2 separate regions of the Hordeum vulgare genome follow, and region 1 is linked to region 2. A link is a contact called in public Hi-C data. All regions are on one chromosome and are shown on one strand. The core of a region is the stretch at or near the end of the contact, and the rest is flanking DNA. Distances in the headings are between cores, read along the strand shown. Region 1 holds the start of LOC123448984 (ABC transporter B family member 6-like). Region 2 holds the start of LOC123448981.

Evidence for each region. Hi-C and Micro-C count contacts between places; a contact is called where the count stands out from the background.
Region 1: a Hi-C map of seedling shows a contact between it and region 2, with 4 times the contacts expected there. The contact joins the promoter of LOC123448984 here to the promoter of LOC123448981 in region 2. A contact is called at or near these places in 2 of 6 Hi-C or Micro-C datasets (leaf and seedling) and 1 of 1 datasets of contacts at active chromatin or transcription factors (embryo).

Annotation. Positions count from the first base shown.
Region 1 is chr4H:466,097,294-466,101,735 of MorexV3_pseudomolecules_assembly, reverse strand. It overlaps LOC123448984 (ABC transporter B family member 6-like), which reads right to left and starts at 1,515. Exons shown (of 13, transcript XM_045126044.1): 1 at 693-1,515. The coding sequence starts at 1,097.
Region 2 is chr4H:465,560,665-465,565,133 of MorexV3_pseudomolecules_assembly, reverse strand. It overlaps LOC123448981, which reads left to right and starts at 1,505. Exons shown (of 10, transcript XM_045126041.1): 1 at 1,505-1,784; 2 at 1,938-2,033; 3 at 3,949-4,033. The coding sequence starts at 1,689.

The DNA of each region.
Region 1 (4,442 bases), core at 266-2,765, 540 kb before region 2:
ACAAAAAAAAGGCAGGCGCTAGGCAATCACAACACACCTAGCGCTTAATGTGCACTTTGGTCAGAAAAAAGCGCAAGGCGGTGGCAAAACACACAATTAACGCCTAGCGCTTCTTTTTTCCTTGGTTGATATTAATACCTAACACCATAGGCACAAGAGCACAAAACCCGAACCTGCTGTCCAGCCGCAATCAGCCAATCACCCACAAGGCCATAGCTAGAAGCCAAGGAGAAATATCACATCGTCAAGCAAACCCGCCAACTTAGAATGTGCATAATTTCATGGCAAAATTTACATCAAAAGTTCCAAATGCACTGATTCTAGATGATATGTAACCTAAGTCATAAATATAACTGCTACGCACAAAAATTTGCAGTTCGACGAACAATTTTCAGCTGGTAAATCTTCCGAGCCCTGGTTATCAATATTGCAGGTGACCTCACAGCACACGACAAAACTAAGTATGAGCTGCTTTAGGGTTTACACATGTACTGAGAATAGCAGACAAATAAGTAAGAATTTAGAGCATATGTAGCATAAGTATAGCCAGCGCAAAAAGGTTACAAAAAAACATCCCAACCCCAGTAATAGCAAAATTAAAGAATAGCAAATTTGGCTCCAGCAATAAATACCACGTAGCAGATCCTGTTATGCGTGCAATTAAGAGACGAACATCCGAAGCATCAGCTTACCTGCTTGAATTGGTTGAGCAGCTCGTCGCTACGGCCGTGGAGAGCAGACTGAATCCGTTCAGAGTCGAGCAAATTCAAGGACCTCCCAAAGTAGTGCAGGTAGACAACGAGCGCCGCGCCGTGGGCGGCCGCGGCGAGCGCGCCAGCGGCCATGAGCGCCCAGTCGAGGCCGTCGGCGAACTCGAACAGCCTCCAGAAGGAGACCGCGGCGGGTGGGGGCTCGACCTCGTCCTCCTCCACATCCTCGTCGTCGGCGCCTTCCCCCTCCCTGACCCCGACGCCAGCATCCCCCGACGGCCCGTCCCCGTACGGCGACGGGGACTCCGGCGGCTCCGAGACCTCGGACACCGGCGTGAGCGGCTGCACGTGCGGCGAAGCCCAGCCGAAGAGCCCACTGGGCACCATCTCCTCCGCGGAACCCCTGGAGAAGCCGACGACGCCGTGCAGAGCCCTAGGATTTGGACGAGCTCATCACAACAGCTTAGCTCGGCGAGGGGGGGCGGCGGCGGCGACGACGACGAGGTTTCTTCCGAAGCAGTCGCCTCCCGATTAGATTAACCCCCCGGAGACCAATACTACCGCACAAGGAAAGAAAAGGGCCTTTTAAAATCTACTACTCGGTGGCACACGGCAACGCGAGAGAAGGCGTCGAGGAGACCCGGTCAGAGGAATTCGGCCGCGCCTCCCACCCCACGACGCAACGAGCAAAACCCTCCGACTCCGGCTCCGGCGAGCGTCCAGCGGCTGCCCGTCGCCGGCGAGGAGGCGGTCGCGGTCGCTGTCGTGTGGTGGGATTATTCTGGTGCGCGGAGTCAGTGCGGGCAGGGGGGCGGAAGGGGGGAGGGAGGGAGGCGTGTGCGCTTGACTGATTGCGGTGTGATGGGCGGGGGCCCATGCGTCGGTGGCCTTTGCGCCGGGGGTAGGTGCAAAGCAAAGCAAAGCTGGCGGCGAGGACCGCCGGGGGCCCAAATGGCGGCGTGGGGAGCCGGGCCGGGCCCCCGGGTCCCGCGCGTACGGCGGGGGTTGTGGGGCAGGCGCCGCAGCGACAGCGGTGGAATATCTCGGGGGTGTTAAAATTAGGCGGGCGGGGATTGGTGCGGAAAGGTCTCGTGGGCATCGAAGCTGGCGGGGCCCGTGGGACCGGCGGAATGAGCTGTGCTGTCTCAGCCAGCCTTGGCTTCGCTAGGGGCACGCTGGTTGCGGAGCTGGACGCGCCGTGCTTGGTTGCTTCATGGGACGCCACGGACGGACTGGCTTGTTGCGCATGGAATTTGCCTCATGTCCCTTTTCTTACTGAATGAATGCCTTGTACCCGCGTGTGAGATGTGTTAGGATGGCACAATATTCCCATGAATGCTCGTATGTGCACCAAATAGTACGACGCCGGCATATGTCGAGCAAATTCACTCTTCCGACCCACGTGACGTAAAGAATTCACAGAACGAACTCGTTCCGAAAAGATTTCACGTTTTGATCCTTTTAAAAAAGCCAGAAACCGTGGCGTTGCTGCGGCACTTAGAAACGCCAGTCTAACGTAGCGTTTCTGGTCCATATTCAAACGCCAGTGTACCGTGGCGTTGCAGTCCAAATAGAAACGCCATAAGTGATGGCGTTTCTTCTGCTTAGTCGAACGCCATTGTTGTTGACGTTCCTGGCGTTTACCTTTTGCACAGTCGCAGACACACATGCGAATGGAGTTTGGAATCTTGGGGCTGGATGCAGAAAGAACGCGCGAGCGGCATGGCGCGACGGCCTAGGAAGAACCAACAGCGGGCGACCTTGGGGCTGGCGAGACCGATACAAATTGATGGATTTGATAGAAAGAAAGAACCAGACACTCTGATCCATCCATCTCATCTCGTCTCTGCATGCAGAGAACACACATGCATCCTTTCAGATCTGAGCAAGATCCATGCAACCATATCAATGCTAAACACAGCGAGGCGAATCCATCGTTCATGTGCGGTTGTGCAAAAGGCAAAGCGTAATGTGGTAGTACTACTTGTGCTGTCGCTGTTAAGCATGTTGTCTAATCCATGTGACGCTTGACATTGGGAAGCAAGCTAGCAGTGGAAACGTCATCAATTATGGTGTTTCTAGCTCGGCCACAGACGCGAGCTAGTTCGGCGTATGAGTATGAAGCAGAAACATGAAGCTAGACTGGCGTTTCTATGTACACCAGCAACGCCACGGGTTCTGGCGTTTCTAAAAGGGTCAGATCGTGAAATACTTTCAGATCGAGTTCATTTTGTGCATTCTTTTCGTCTCGTGGGTCAAAACAGTGAAAAAAACCGCAGATGTCCGCCACAAAGGGTTCGTACGGAGTCGTCCCCTTCCTGCGTTGTGGCCGGCGATGTCGACCGCGAGCTCATGGCCATGGTTGTTTGTTAGGATATGAATATCCCTTGCTATATTACTCACGCACAGATACAACTTAGTTCTCTCTCTTATTCAATTACAATTTGGGAAGGAAGGAGAAAGGGGAAAATGGATGTCGTGTCGTGTCGTGCCTCGTCCTTGATCTATATCCGGATGACTTCACACGTCGAGTGATCTTGCTTAAGTATAGGTGATTCACGTAGGGCCCACGGAGCGTCTGTTGGGTTGTGCGATCCTATATGGTTGGCTCAGTACACGATCCCCACCCTGCGACGTTACTAGATCTGAGGTGGTCATCAGGGTAGCGGACTTGGCTGTCATGGCAGCGTTCTTGTTGGCTGCCATGGCAGCTTACGGTTGCGTTGTCCTTCACTAGGATTTGGATCGCTCGCATCCCCTTCTCCTTGAGAGACGGCTTGCCTCAAAACGGTAGATCAGTGAAACGCTCCTTTAGTTGGACAACATCTTCTTAAGTGGCATCAAGAATGTCAGGATCCGACCAGCGAATAAGAATCTCCTCCTCGCGACCCATGGGTGTTTGTTTCCAGCAAAAATTCAGCACTTCGACTAGCTCAAGAACATGTTGTCAAGGTTGAGGAAGATGTGCTCACGCCACAATGCTTGGGTTGATTGCTGGACGAAGTTGAGAAATGTAAAATACATCATGTACCTTCGATCCTTCCGGCAATTTGAGCTTGTAGGCAACTGGATTGGTCTTGTGCATGATGGTGAAAGGGCCAAAATATATGAATGCTAACTTGTGGTCAGCACGCCGCTCGACTAAAGTTTGAACGTACGACTTGATACGTCTCCAACGTATCGATAATTTATAAAGTATTCATGCCATCATTGCCTATGTTTACAACACTTTTATATGGTTTTGATGCATTTTATATGATTTATTTAGAACTAACCCAGACTGACGCTATTTTCAGCAGAATTACCATGGTGTTGTGTTTTTGTGCAGAAAATGAAAGTTCTCCGAATCTTCCAAAACTTTTATATATATTTTCTGGAGGAGATAAGCAATATAGCGAAGAACCACCGGAGGAGAGCCACCAATGGGCCACAAGCCATCAGGCCGCGACCCCCTTAGGTTGTGGCGAGATGGCTTGTGGGGCCCACGTGGCTTCGTTTGGCGTGATTCCAACGCTAAAAATTTCTATATATAGCAGAAACTCCAGAAATAAAAAATAAAACTTTCGCCTCGCCGCCGCAACTCTCTGTATTGACGAAAGACCAATCTAGAGATGTTCTAGAACCCTGTCAGAGAGGAGAAATCATCTTCGGTGGCCATCTTCATCATCCCGGCGGAGGCCATGACGAGGAGGGAGTAGTTCTCCCTCGGGGTTGAGGTTTTGTACCAGTAGC
Region 2 (4,469 bases), core at 256-2,755:
CTTGATGAGGCAGTTCTTAAGTACATCAAACCAGACAGGGTTAACCCACTGGACTACACCACAGTTCACACCTCCCTGTTCAATCAAACAACATTTGTAAATTCAAAATTTAATCACTCAGGCAACACTTGTAGCTATAAACAACCGTTGTGCAATGAACTACTAATTGGAAGCAAAACAACTATTGCTGCTTACTCACACCCACCCGAACATGGCATCCATAAAACCTCCTTCTAGTGTTAGCTCCTTCAAAAGCAACACACTTCCTAGGCATCATCTCGTGCAGTGTGCATTTGGGAACTTCCTCCATGGGAGCACCACAGAACAATGGCTCGGGGATGGTGTCAGGTGTGACCTACACACAGTAAAAGCTAAATGAGTCAGAAATCCGTCCACTATATGCAGATCCATCAACCAAACCAAAGAATCCGTCCATAATTGCAGATCATGAACCCTAAACCTCAAATCGAATGAAACCTAAACCTAACCCTAACTCTAAATAATGGGAAAGGGAGAGGATGTAACTTACAAAGTACCCCATGTCCATCAGGTTGCCACCGATGATGTCGTCGTCGGAGCTCTCGTCCCCATCATTCCAAGAAGGCATCCTTGTCGGTGACGAGGAAGAGAGGTGGTCGACGGCGATGGCGAGCTCGAGGCACGAGAGCAAAGAGCGAGGGGAGAGAGTGAGAGTGAGTGCGAGCCGGCTCGGTCGCTTTACAACGGTCGAAACGGGTCGACCTAACGGCCGTCCGCGCGCGCCATCAGCCCGTGGATGACAGAACCCTGACGGGCGGGTCCTACGTGCCATAAGCGCATTTAAAATGTAACCGTTTGGTCATTATTTTTTTTTTAAAACAGTGCACCATTTTTATGGTAGTTTTTAAAAGATTAATCATTTTTTCTATAATCAAAGCCTGTAACGTGATAGTTTTTTGCTACATACTTCAATGCAACCCCTCGGACGGTGACGGCAGGAGAAGAAGGGATCATTCCAGCCAGTCCGTTCATCACCAGAGGCCACATTTGCATGGGTTGCTCGGCGGTTCGGCCGTTGGACATTTCTTCGGGGTTTCGGCACTCGAGAAGAAGCGGAGACGAAGGCCCAAAGGCTGATCGTGCGGGCGACGACTTGGTACTGATGCTACTCTTCGTGCCACCCTGAATCTTCTACTATTACGCACTTGCAGCTCCGAAAGAAAACATTACAGAAAGAAACTGCAGGAAGCAACGCGGTTGCCACCTGCCAAAAGTAGACAAGTAGCACAAGCGAGCCAGCCAGTGGAGCCCGTGCGTGGCTCAGTCAGGTCAGGCCCGAGTCGTCTCTCACCCACTGCCACCTCGAGTACTGCCGCTGGAGCCTTGGATTTATTCACTGCTGAAATAATTCAGGGAAATGTTATTCATTTCTAATCACCGAGCGTACCCACTCCTCAGCAGATTAGCGACAATTATTGCTTGGGCTGCTAGACCAGGAGCCAGTGAGAACGCCCTCTTCCGGCCCAAACGAACGCGCAAACACTTTGTCGTCCGCGGCCACCAACCAGGCCTCGGTTTCTGTGCCGGCACGTTTCATCCGCCAATTCGAACAGTTCCCATTTTCCCCGTGCGCCCCTCCCCTCCCCTTACCCCTTTCTCTTTTCGCTCCGGCGTCGGCGAGGGCGGCACAGATCTGCGGCGGGCCCAGGATGGTGAACGTCAACTGGGAGCTGCAGGGCTGCTGCCAGCACAACCAGGTCGTCTTCATCGCCGCCGTCGGCGTCTCCACCGTCGTCATACTCGCCGTGAGCCCCATCCCCCGCTAACCCACCCGCCGCCTTCTTCTTCTTCTTTTCTTTTCTTTTTTTGAGGGGCCGGCCGCCGCTGTCTTGTTTCTACGGGACTGCTGAAGCGACGGGGAGTTCCTGATTTGGGTTTTTTGCCTTCCTTGTGTGCAGCTGTGGAGGACGTTCCTGCTCACGCCTTTCAAGCTCATCACCGTCTTCCTCCACGAGACCAGCCACGCCCTCGCCTGCAAGCTCACCTGCGGGGATGTAAGCCCACCGTTTCCCCACTTACCGATGTGTTTTTCTTCTTCTTCTTCTACTGCGGACACCGACGCTTCAAGCTGTACGACAGACGCTGTGCGTTGCAATCTGAGCAGACCTGGGCTAGGCTAAAAACGATTAGGATTTAGGGTAGGTGATTTAGCACTTTGATGATGCAAGGGTAGGCAAGTGGGTGGCCAATCCACACCAGTTCGGATTGGTGGATTCCATAGCACAATGTGATAGCGCCTTTTAACTGTTTGCTTTTCTTTCTTTCTTGGTCACATGGAGTTGTTCACATCATCAAAGCATGAATATTCTCATTCTTCAGAAAAGAGGGGTATCCAAGGCGCACCTACCCCCCTTTTTTTCCTTCTCCTTTTGAGTTTGAACTACAATTTGCAAGTGAGGGATTCTGCTCAAAAGTTGCTAATTTTCTAGAGAATGTGTGCTCTCTTGGACATTTTCTTATGCTCCAGTGCTACAATGGTATGGGCGTGCAGATTACTGATTCGATGATAGCAGGCGCGTGAATGGATCTTCGCTCCCATTGTTGGCACAGCATGTGCACATGCATTCTAAAGGGACAACTGCATGATTAGGGTGCATGCAAATTTCTGTTTAGTGTATTTTCTATTTTGATGTAGGCATTTGCAGAATTGGAAATTCTGAGTAGTAGTCATCAGAGTTGTATCGCCATTATCCGCAACAAAAAGAGGAGTTGTACCGCCGTTACCCGCAAGAAAGGGAGGAGTTGTATCGCTGTTGGTCTATTCTGTTGTTATTATTGCATAATTTGTTTGGTGTCCAATTTTGTTTTTGTCGGTTCTTTCTTCCTTTTTCCTATGCTCAAAACTTCGCTCAACTAACTGATATTTATTCTTGGAGACTGTTGATTCTGTATGTGGACAACCCTAGAGGTAAGAATAAGATAAGAACGGTCATTACTGATTTTGGAACATTTAGAAGGCGCATTGCATTCCTTTCATTATCTAGCTATGTCCCTTAATTTTCATATTTAGATCTTTCTTTCAGAAATTTAGCGATGATGGATTCCATACAGAACTATGTGATAGCACCTTTTTTGGTTGCATGGTAGTACATGGTTATATACTATGATTTTTTATTTTGTTTTTGCGTTCTTCTTGCAATCTTCCAAAATGAGCGATTCCATCAAAAAGACGTAAGACCGCTAGCCTGCACTAGCACCATTTTCGAGTGAGGAGTTCTAGTGAAAGATAGCATTTTTTTTCTGGAGAATGTATCATCTCTTGGCATTTTTTTGTACTACGTACAACGCTAAAATGGACTAGTCGTGTAGATTAACGGCTCCTGTATAGCAGGCATTAAATGCGTTATTGTCGCAGGGGGGTAGCGTTTCTATGTGTAATCTGTGGGAGTGTGGGACTGTGGGGTCAGCCTGTTTGATTGCAAGCTTAGTTCTATTCATATTTATGTCCGCATGGGTAGAATTGGAAGTTCTGATTAGTGGTCATCGGAGTTGAATCGCCATTGGGTTAGAACAATCCATGGGTTATTTTATGGTTATTATTATTGCTTAATTTGTGGCATGGCAATATTTGTTTATCATTGTTATTTCCTCTTTTCCTCCATGCTACATACTTTGTTGAACTAACAGTTATTTATTGTCAGAGAGTGTTGCTTTTATTTTTGGACAACCCCATAGTTAACACAAGAATGATGATTACTGAATTTTCATAGAAAACATTTAATAGGGATCTACGGAGTTCCTTATCTAAGTATGTCCTTTAATCCTGAAATTTAGGTGCAAAAGTATCTAGTCTCTTTCTATGTTTGGACTGGATTATTTTTTCTTACGTAGCCACGCGGTTTCAAGTTTTTATTCATGGATGGAATTCGCAGGCTGATAATAATATTTCAATGTGATTGGCTTTCGCAGGTTGAGGGCATGCAGGTCCATGCTAATGAGGGTGGTGTTACACAAACTCGCGGCGGCATTTATTGGATAATCTTGCCTGCTGGATGTAAGCACTTACTCATCATCTCCCTCTATCTTATACAAGTCTCGGGAATAACACAAAACAATAAAATGAAAGTAGTGGGTTCTTTTGTTGCGGTTGCCTAACTGTGTGGTGCTGAACTAATTTTATACTCTGCCATGGGAGAACAGCCACGGAAGCAGGAAAACATTGGTTAGCCAAACGGCAAAATAGATAGAAGCTTATTGGAAAAACAGGACTATCATTATCCAATGCTATGCCAAACACAGCCTTTGTCACTCAAATACCTATGGTTGTTTCTTTCCCTGATTGAGAGTCTGATTTTGTTGACCCTCTTGGACCAATAAATAAGTAAATGATCTCTCCGTAAGACTCACGTGCAGTCTTATCAAATTCCCTAGGTTCTTATGACTTATGACTATTTTTTTTATATTTATCTTTCTTTTCATGCCTTCAAACA